Linked DNA regions of Oryctolagus cuniculus: all the other regions are linked to region 2. Evidence: chromatin contacts called from public Hi-C and Micro-C data. All regions are on one chromosome and are shown on one strand. The core of a region is the stretch at or near the end of the contact, and the rest is flanking DNA. Distances in the headings are between cores, read along the strand shown. Region 1 overlaps ASB7 (ankyrin repeat and SOCS box containing 7). Region 2 holds the start of CHSY1 (chondroitin sulfate synthase 1). Region 3 holds the start of LRRK1 (leucine rich repeat kinase 1).

What was found. A called contact is a pair of places that touch in the nucleus more often than the background predicts.
Region 1: a Hi-C map of skin fibroblasts shows a contact between it and region 2, with 7 times the contacts expected there. The contact joins the enhancer-like site here to the promoter of CHSY1 in region 2. A contact is called at or near these places in 3 of 6 Hi-C or Micro-C datasets (ear pinna, embryonic fibroblasts and skin fibroblasts).
Region 3: a contact with region 2 is called in a Micro-C map of ear pinna, with 4 times the contacts expected there. The contact joins the promoter of LRRK1 here to the promoter of CHSY1 in region 2. A contact is called at or near these places in 2 of 6 Hi-C or Micro-C datasets (ear pinna and psoas muscle).

Annotation. Positions count from the first base shown.
Region 1 is chr12:9,960,859-9,963,558 of mOryCun1.1, reverse strand. It overlaps ASB7 (ankyrin repeat and SOCS box containing 7), which reads right to left. Exons shown (of 7, transcript XM_008248763.4): 6 at 307-912. Among named protein-coding and RNA genes, the nearest start is that of ASB7, 22 kb to the right of the region's middle. Within about 2 kb of position 1,313, at least 1 of the 8 cell types and tissues checked has an H3K27ac peak or open chromatin away from gene starts, as enhancers often do.
Region 2 is chr12:10,456,147-10,458,846 of mOryCun1.1, reverse strand. It overlaps CHSY1 (chondroitin sulfate synthase 1), which reads left to right and starts at 1,435. Exons shown (of 3, transcript XM_070053316.1): 1 at 1,435-1,764. The coding sequence starts at 1,514. LOC138844529 (a long non-coding RNA gene) reads right to left here and starts at 1,649. Exons shown (of 7, transcript XR_011380436.1): 1 at 1,511-1,649; 2 at 1,202-1,405; 3 at 976-1,102; 4 at 1.
Region 3 is chr12:10,187,441-10,190,140 of mOryCun1.1, reverse strand. LRRK1 (leucine rich repeat kinase 1) reads right to left here and starts at 1,412. Exons shown (of 33, transcript XM_070053315.1): 1 at 1,256-1,412.

The DNA of each region.
Region 1 (2,700 bases), core at 64-2,563, 500 kb after region 2:
AAAAGCCAAGCACTCACCGTGAAAGCACAGCGTCCTGGAATCTCAAGTCCCAAACTGCCCCCACCTCTCCCAGGCTGGCACCCACTCTGCCCTCCTCTCCGTCTCCACCCTCTCCGTCCAGCCCCACTGACTCCACTGTGAGACAGGACCGTAGAAGGCAAGCTGTGGCTGCATGAGGCGTTACTCGCCAGGCAGGGACGCTGCGTGATTAACGTCTGGTCATTTTACGTCAGCAGTTACGTGAAGGCCCTGAGAAGACTCAAACTCAAACAACGCAATAATAGTAATAAGAACAACATTACGTACTTGTGACTTCTTGTAAGAAATCCAGACACGGCCGGCTACTTCCAGAGATGCTTACTGAGACAGCCAGTGGGGTCTGCCCCTCGTAGTTCCTTGTGTTCGTGTCCGCTCCGTAATTATACAACATCCGTGCACACAGCACATCGTCCCTGAGGGCGGACAAGTGCAGAGGGGTCTGGCCGTCCTCTAAGCGCCCCAAGTTTGTGTCTGCCCCTCTCTGGAGGAACATGCGGCAGTAGGAGTGATTGCTCTTGATCACGGCGTAGCGCAGCAGGAAGCCGTTCTGGATGTCGATGTTGGCATTGTGGTCCAGCAGGATCTTCACGCAGCTGGACCGCTCGCGGATAATGGCGAGCTGGAGCGGCGTCGTGCCTTTATCGCTGAGCGGGTCGACCTCGGCCTTGAACTCCAGTAGGAGCCGGACAAACGAGTCCCTCCCGTAGTGGGCAGCCACGTGGAGGGGAGTCCAGCCGTCGTTGCTTTTGGCATTAATGATGTCGCTCCTGTATTCAGACTCCAACATCAGGCGTGCAATCCGGGCCCGGCCATGCATGGCTGCATAATGAAGAGCGGTGAAGCCTCCGATTAAGTCCTTCACTGTGGGGTCGGCTGGAGTTGAAACCAAAGCGAGACGTTAGCGGACCTCGGCCGAGAGCACACCCTCCAGGGCGCAGCACGCTGGTGCCCCGGCTCACACACATGCGGAGACCCAACACCACCAGGAGGCAGCAAGTACGATTCTCCCCCCACCCCCGGCTTTACCAAGCGCTAATTTTCCCAGAAAATAAACCTGAGCAGAAAAGTGACCCAGCCTGGGCCAACGGAGGGAGACTTAGCAAGTATTTCAACAGGCAGACGAAGAACAGAGTCCAGCTCCCCACCACCACTTCCCCCTTCTTGGCTCGCTGAACCACAGCCTGGGGCACAGCCACCCTCCACCCCCTACCCTGTGTCTGTGTTGTTTCGTATGTCTCTCCTGTTCGGTTTTGGTTTTATTTTCTCCTGTGCTTCTTCTTGGTCTTAAAAGAGAAGTGTGTGTCGCAACACCCGCTGCTCCAAATGACGACGTACTGCGTCTGGCAGGCCGACTGTCTCAGGGCACGTTAGGTAAAAATACTAATTGTCAGCGGCTTTCCGTGGTCTGTGGAAAGCCCAAGGCATGTAAGGTTGTAGTGAAATGACCTGGATAACGCGTGTTCTCACCACAGAAAAGCCTAGTCTGGACTCTTGGTTTTTCATGAACTTTATCGTTCATCAGAATTGAGAAGGACAGTATGTGACAAACTCGGAGAAACCCCAGCACCGTACACATTTTTCTAAAAGTTTCCAAAAACCGGCACTCAACTGCTACTGGGGAGAAGCTGTTATCTGACCCTTGCAGCGCGTTCCTCCGTCACCTGCCTCAGCTCCTCCACCGAGCCACAGGCCAGTGCTCTGCGGCTTCCGTCCCACTGACTTCTCTGGGCAATGGCAGAACAAGAGAGTTTTGTGTCTTTTCCTTCAAAGCCATGATTCAATGGCTAAGACAAACTGTTCAGACCTAACTAAGATCAGAACGCTTTCTTCTTATACACTGCCCTTAATTGCTGGTCTGTTTACAGAAGAGAGAAAATAATGTTTTTCACATGTTAAATGACTCCAAAGTTATGGGTGTAAACATTCATGTATTATTTGATAAAATATCACTTAGTTCTGCAACAGAGAACAGCCGGATGCTCTCCCGGGAATCGATGGGGCAGAGAAACTGTAAAACAGGAATAATACCAAAACAGTGCACATTTCAGGTAAGAAGGAGCTGTTAATAAAACATACAAAAGCAAGTTACATTTGTGTAGGTTTCCAAAATCATTTAGTATAGAGAAAGGACACAGAGGTAGTTCTACTTTTATCTATTTAGAGAAAATGAGGCTGTCCTGTCGCCCTTGGTCTTAAAGGAAAGAAAATCAAACTGTAACTATTCCCCACAAAGCTTAAAAAAAAAAAAAAAAAAAAGCAAGAACATTTTGCCATGGCACTCTGCTGCCACCTACTGGTAAAGCATACATATGCGCTACTCCTGCCACTGATCACAGAGCTCTGGTCCCGGGGACCTGCTGCACCTGCCTCACTCACCAGGCTGGGGCTAGGTGTGGACCGGCAGGGTTTTTAGGGGATCACCTCTATCCTAACGAAACAATAAACTGTCCTAGTGTCGATTCCAATCTCTACCTGCCCAGCCACTGCTTCCACGTGCTCTCTCTTAACCTATACTCCAGCCTTTCACCCTCCAAGGGTGCCTTTAGGGTGCCAGGCACCACCCTGTCTGCAGCCTGCACTCCTGACAATAACATCAAAGTTCCGTTACAGCAGATCCCGCTTGCCCCTCTGCTCCCCACTCAGGACTTAAGAACTTCGCTG
Region 2 (2,700 bases), core at 186-2,685:
GCTGCAAAGAGAAAAAAACAGAACTGAGCAAAATCGGGAGGTCAGCGAGGCCCTTATGGTCAGTTTTCTAGTGGTCAGGGGTAGGATTAGGAAGGGCTCGCCAGAGATGGTGTTAGCAGGCAGTGGACAAAAGCTTCCGAAAGAAGGAGTCGTTATAACTTTCTCAAAAGAGGTGACACTGACAGGGCCGGCACTGTGGTGTAGCAGGTAAAAGCCACCGCCTGCAGAGCCAGCATCCCATATGGGCGCCAGTTTGAGTCCCGGCTGCTCCACTTCTGATCCAGCTCTCTGCTATGGCCTGGGAAAGCAGCAGAAGATGGCCCAAGTCCTTGGGCCCCTGTACCCACATGGGAGACCCGGAAGAAGCTCCTGGCTCCTGGCGTCAGATTGGCGCAACTCTGGCCGTTGTGGCCAATTGCAGAGTGAACCAGCGAATGGAAGACCTCTCTCTCTCTCTCTCTCTCTCTTTCTCTGCTTCTTTCTTTCTCTGTAACTCTTTCAAGTAATTAAATAAATCTTAAAAAAAAAAAAAAGAGGCGTCGCTGAATGGTTTTAGAAAACTATTCCCATTTTTCCAGGGACCCCTGTTTGGGGCGCGATTCCAGGAAATTCTGCCAGCCGTTGGAGGCATGCTGCCCACAAACAATTGAGGTTTTAGCAGGGCTTTCCAAGAAATCGCTGCGAATTATCCAAAATGCTATATCTGTAAATGGCACTCAGTGAATCTCCAACAGGAAAGAAAAAAAAAAAAGAAAAAAACCAGTAACTTGTGTAGGGACAAAGTTGCAGTCGTGAGGAAATGTTCAGAAAGTGGGTAGAGATGGGTTTTAATTATGTGTCCTTGGGACCCACACAGGAAAAGAGAGAGGAAGTCAGATGGTGGCTCTGGCAGTTTTGAGTGAATTTCTAAATAGTCTGGAGTCACCAGGGAGGAGCCCGGGCCAGGATCTGGTTTACCGACAGGAGGGCACAGACCTGGAGCCCCGCAGCACGGCCGAGGTGTGTGTCGCCAGGAGTCTGCCCGGCACAGCTCTGGTCTGGTTCCCCTTCCAGCCACGATGCTGCTTAACACCACGAGGAAGATGGGCAGTGGCAGAGGTTTCTGGTGCAGCCAGTCAAGACCCCAGCGTCACCAGTCACCGAAGTCCTCAGTTTACCTCGGTGCGGCGCCCACAGTCTAACCAGCCCGCCTCCTCCTCACCTTTACAAATGAAGGAGGGAGGGACGGAGGGGGCTGTGGGTGCACTGGGGGTGGGCGTCAGGAGGCCTGCAGGTCCTGGCAGCTCGGGCTGTCTCTGGAGGCGAAGCCATCCTGGGGTTACTGCCACGGAAGTCTCTGGTGCCCTGGATTTGCTCCGGCTGTCTCCTGACCCAGGTCCCTCGTGGAACAATCTGGATCTGTCCCCTAGGGAACCGCTTTGGCTCAGCCACCAGCTGCTCTGGGCAGGGCTTCTCTCCCAGCCACCAGGAAGCAGCCTGACCCACGCCTGCTCTTCCTGCAAGGACTTGCCTTATGGGTTCCTCTGCTGCTCCTGGGGGCTCCGTCAGGCTCAGCCGCGATGGCGAAAAGCTTACCCTTCCACACCGGGAGAGAAAACCCCACGGAGCCTGCGCCCAGGAGCCGAGGGACGGCCACGAGGAATCAGGACAAAGCCTTTGGCATCTGCCATGTCCCCGTCACCCCTGCACCCTTCCCGGTGGGGTCTGCAGAGAGAATGGAGACGCGTGTAGAGCAGGTTGGGAAACAGCAAAGCCGCCCAGGAGGTAACGAAACTGAAAGCTGCATCTCGCCAGCAGGCCGGGCGCTTTCTGTAAACCACCGTGAACCGGGGGGCTGTCGCTGAGCGGGGGCATCTGGTGGCGGCTCTGGGCGTTTGCGGTCTCTGCTCCCACTGGAGACCTCCTCCAACGGTTTCCCAGCCTGTAATTCACGGTTGTATGTTCTGTATTTTTCCCAAGACCACTGCTGCGATCCTATACTCACTGCATAATGAGTATTTTATTTTTAGACGTGGGTCACCTCTTAGGGCGTCTGTGGGAAGGTGAGTAATGGACTATTTTTTGATGCAAGTCACAAATGTCCAAGAGAGCAGTATTGCCCCAAGAATGAACAAGATGACCACCCCTGAGTGGCCGGGAAGGCATCGCCATCTCCCACAGCTCGGTCAAGTGTGTAAAGGGCGCAGCACGGGGCCACACGGACAGGGATACCCACGCCTGCTCTCCACCCCCGAACTTGGGTTCGTCTGCCCGGCGCGGGGCACTATCCTGCTCTCCAAGTTTCCTTAGGCTACTAAGTAGCAAGCCCCCCTGATTACACACGCGCCCGGGCCCTATGCACCCCTCTCAGCTTCCACTGCCCTCGCCGAGTTTCTAGAAGCCGGAATCCCAACCCTGTCTGTACTGTCTGTAGCCCCCGGCATGGCCTTTTTCCAGATGGCCTCCGGCCGGCCGCCTGCTCGCACGGACCGCGCTCCACACCGCGTGCACCGGCTCGCTCTCCGCCCTGGGGCCGCTCCGGAGCTCCAGAGGCGGCGGCCTGCTCGGCCGCCCGGCGGGAACAAAGCTGCAGTGTGGACGGAGCGCGGCGCCCGAGCCGGGAGGTCGGCCCGGCGGCAGGCGAGGGCGTGGCGGCGGGGTTTATCTGAGGACAGCCCCGGCCGGGGCAACGTGCGCTCCGTGGACCGTCCGGTGCCCAGG
Region 3 (2,700 bases), core at 163-2,662, 270 kb after region 2:
GCCTGGGGCTCTGGACAGCAGAGGCCGGATTGCCTGGGGGTGTCGGAGCAAGGGGCTCCCTGGATTTCATGCCAGTGGCGAGGCAGGAGACATGCTGAACAGAGGGCCAGCACTGTCCTGTGCATTTGTTATTTTAAAACAAAATCACTCTGGCCGCCAAGGGGAGCGGGAGCGGAAGGGGGCTGTCACCTGGGAGAGGCTGGGGCCTGGACGAGGAGGGGCAGACAGGGCACAGTGTGGGACACCCGCTAAAGACAGCACCTGGACAATGTGGGCAACTGTGGGGCTTCCACCTGGGCCTAAGAGTGCACTTGGGGGGGGGGGGCTTACCCCTCCCCCAAAGTGTGCTTTGGGAACAAGCTAGGTGCAGGTTAAAATGCAGTTAACTCTCTCTCCCTTCCCTTCTGGGCCACAAGCGAGCCTAATGAGAATCAAATCATAAAAGGTGTCTAATGCCAATGTTTTCCCAAATCGGGCACACTCTAGCGGTTCCTCTAATTCACCTTGTTACCCGTGAGCGAGCGGGAGTTTTATATAAATAGGGTGCCTCCGGCTAGAGGTTTGCTAAAAACAGAACCGAAGGCCCCTGTTTTTCCACCGTGGCAGGGGAGGTGACTGGGGGTGGGGGGAACCTTCACGGCCTCCAACTCCGGGAGGGCAGGTGGGCGCTGGCACCGGCGGCCCACCGCCTTCCAGGGTGGACCCCCAGCCTGCCCGCACCCCTTTCTGGGGTCTGCGCTGGCAAGGTCGCCCGCAGGCTCCAGGGTCGCAGGCAGAGAGCCAGGCCCCAGGGAAGGACGCGTGCCGCAGACCCCGGGGAGGGGGAAGGCGCCCCGAGTCCCTTCCCGACACCCGCGCGCGCTCCAAGTAGAGGCAGAGGAAACCGCCCCGGTGTTTCTCGCTTTTGCCTCTTCTCGCCGGCCGCCCTGGCCTTGGCCTTGTCCAGCACGGGGTTCCGGGGTTCCCGCACGACCGCGCTCCCGCAGGCTGGCGGGATCCGGGCTCGGCAGGAAGAAGAGGGGCGGCAGGGGAGGATCGCCCCGCGCCCTCCGCGCCCCTCGGGCTGCGGCCCGCGGCCCCTGCGGGGAAGACCACCCGGGCCCGACCCCGCAGCCGCTGGTAGCGCGGGGCCTGGGCTGCGGGGCGCGCCGACCCACGGGCAGGCAGAGGCGGTGCGGACGCGGACGCTCGGCGCCAGGCCCGGCAGCAGGAGGCAGCCGGGCCCTCGGGGGGCGCGGGCCGGAGCGGCACTTACCTGCTGCGGCGGCGGCGGCGGGGTCGGGGTCCGGCCGCGCGGGGTGGGCCCGCAGGACAGCAGCCGGCCAGGGCCTGGCAGTGCCCGCGCCCTGAGCCCCCCGCGCCTGGGGCCGCGCGCCGGGGCCGGGCCGGGCCCAGACGCACTTCCTCAATCCTGCGGCGGGCGGGCGGGCCGCGAGGGCGGGCGGCGGGCGGCGCGCAGGGCGGCCAGCCCTCCCACCGCGGGCGCCGGCAGTCCCCGCCTCAGTTTCCCCAGCCTGCAAAGCCGAGGCGATGCAGAGCTTGGGTACTGACGCTGGAGACGTCCGGATCCCCGCGCCCTCATGGGGCCGGGCGCCCTGCTTGATCCCACGCGGGGCGGGGGCGCGCGGAGCTCCGCCAGGCACCCGCAGCCCCTCGGCGGGTGGGCCTCCAGCGTGCGTGTCGCCCCGCGTCCCGCCCTGCTCCTCGCGCGTGGCTCCTTCCCGGGCGGTGTAGGGAGAGGATGGAGAATGCGGATTGTGAAAGAAAGCAAAACACCCCTGGATCTGGACGACTTTTGCCCCGGCCCAAGCCTGCATTTGGATCCCAGTTCCCGAGAACTCTGGCGCCGATGGCGTGTGCCGTCGGGTGGCGCACGGATGCCAAGGCGCTGCCAAGTGGGGGACCGTTTCTAACCGTCCGCTCTGGGGCGGGCAAGGAAAACTCGGTGGAAACCGGCCACTCGTGGCGCCTCGGTCCGAGGCTAGTGTCCACGCTCCCCTGCTCCCCGCGCCCGCCCGGGAGAGAGGCAAGGCCGACGGCTCGGGAGCCAGCCGCCCCGGGCTCCTCTCTCGCGACGTGGCGACGCCAACTTCCCGGGGCTTCGCACGCAGCGCGGGGACAATGCGCCGCCCCCCTCGCCGCGGCTGCAGGGTCCCGCACGCGCCCCGGAGCGGGTGGGGGGCTCGGGGACACCCGCAGCTCCGGCCTGTTCCCCCGAGGCCGCCCTCCCCGCAGAGCGGGCGCAGCGTCTTGGTCCGAGTCTCACGCCACACGGCGGTTATGGCAGAGCCCGAGACGCCTGGAGGTGGAGACGGACGCAGAGCGGGACGCACGCGCGGCCCCGCCACCTAGCGCCGCCTCGCGGGATCGCCGGACCCGGGAGGGGACGTGGCCTGGCGGTGCCCTACTTTGTCTTTAAACCCGCTTGGGGAAATGTCCCCCGGGGTGGACCCGCGGATGGCCCGGTTCTACCCAGCCGTGAGCTCTGTCCGTTAGGCGCGCTCAGCCGCAGCGTGGCCTAGAAGGCGCAGACGGGGCGGTCACGCTTCGCCTTCTTCCTGAGGTCGTCTGACCCAGGACCCCCGAGGACCCCACACCCTCCCCCCAGGCTGGCGAGAACTCCTGCAGCCTGAAGCCGGCTCCTGAGCTCGCGTCTCCGCCCGCTGAAGACCAGGGCTGGGCCTCCCGCCCGCCTGCACC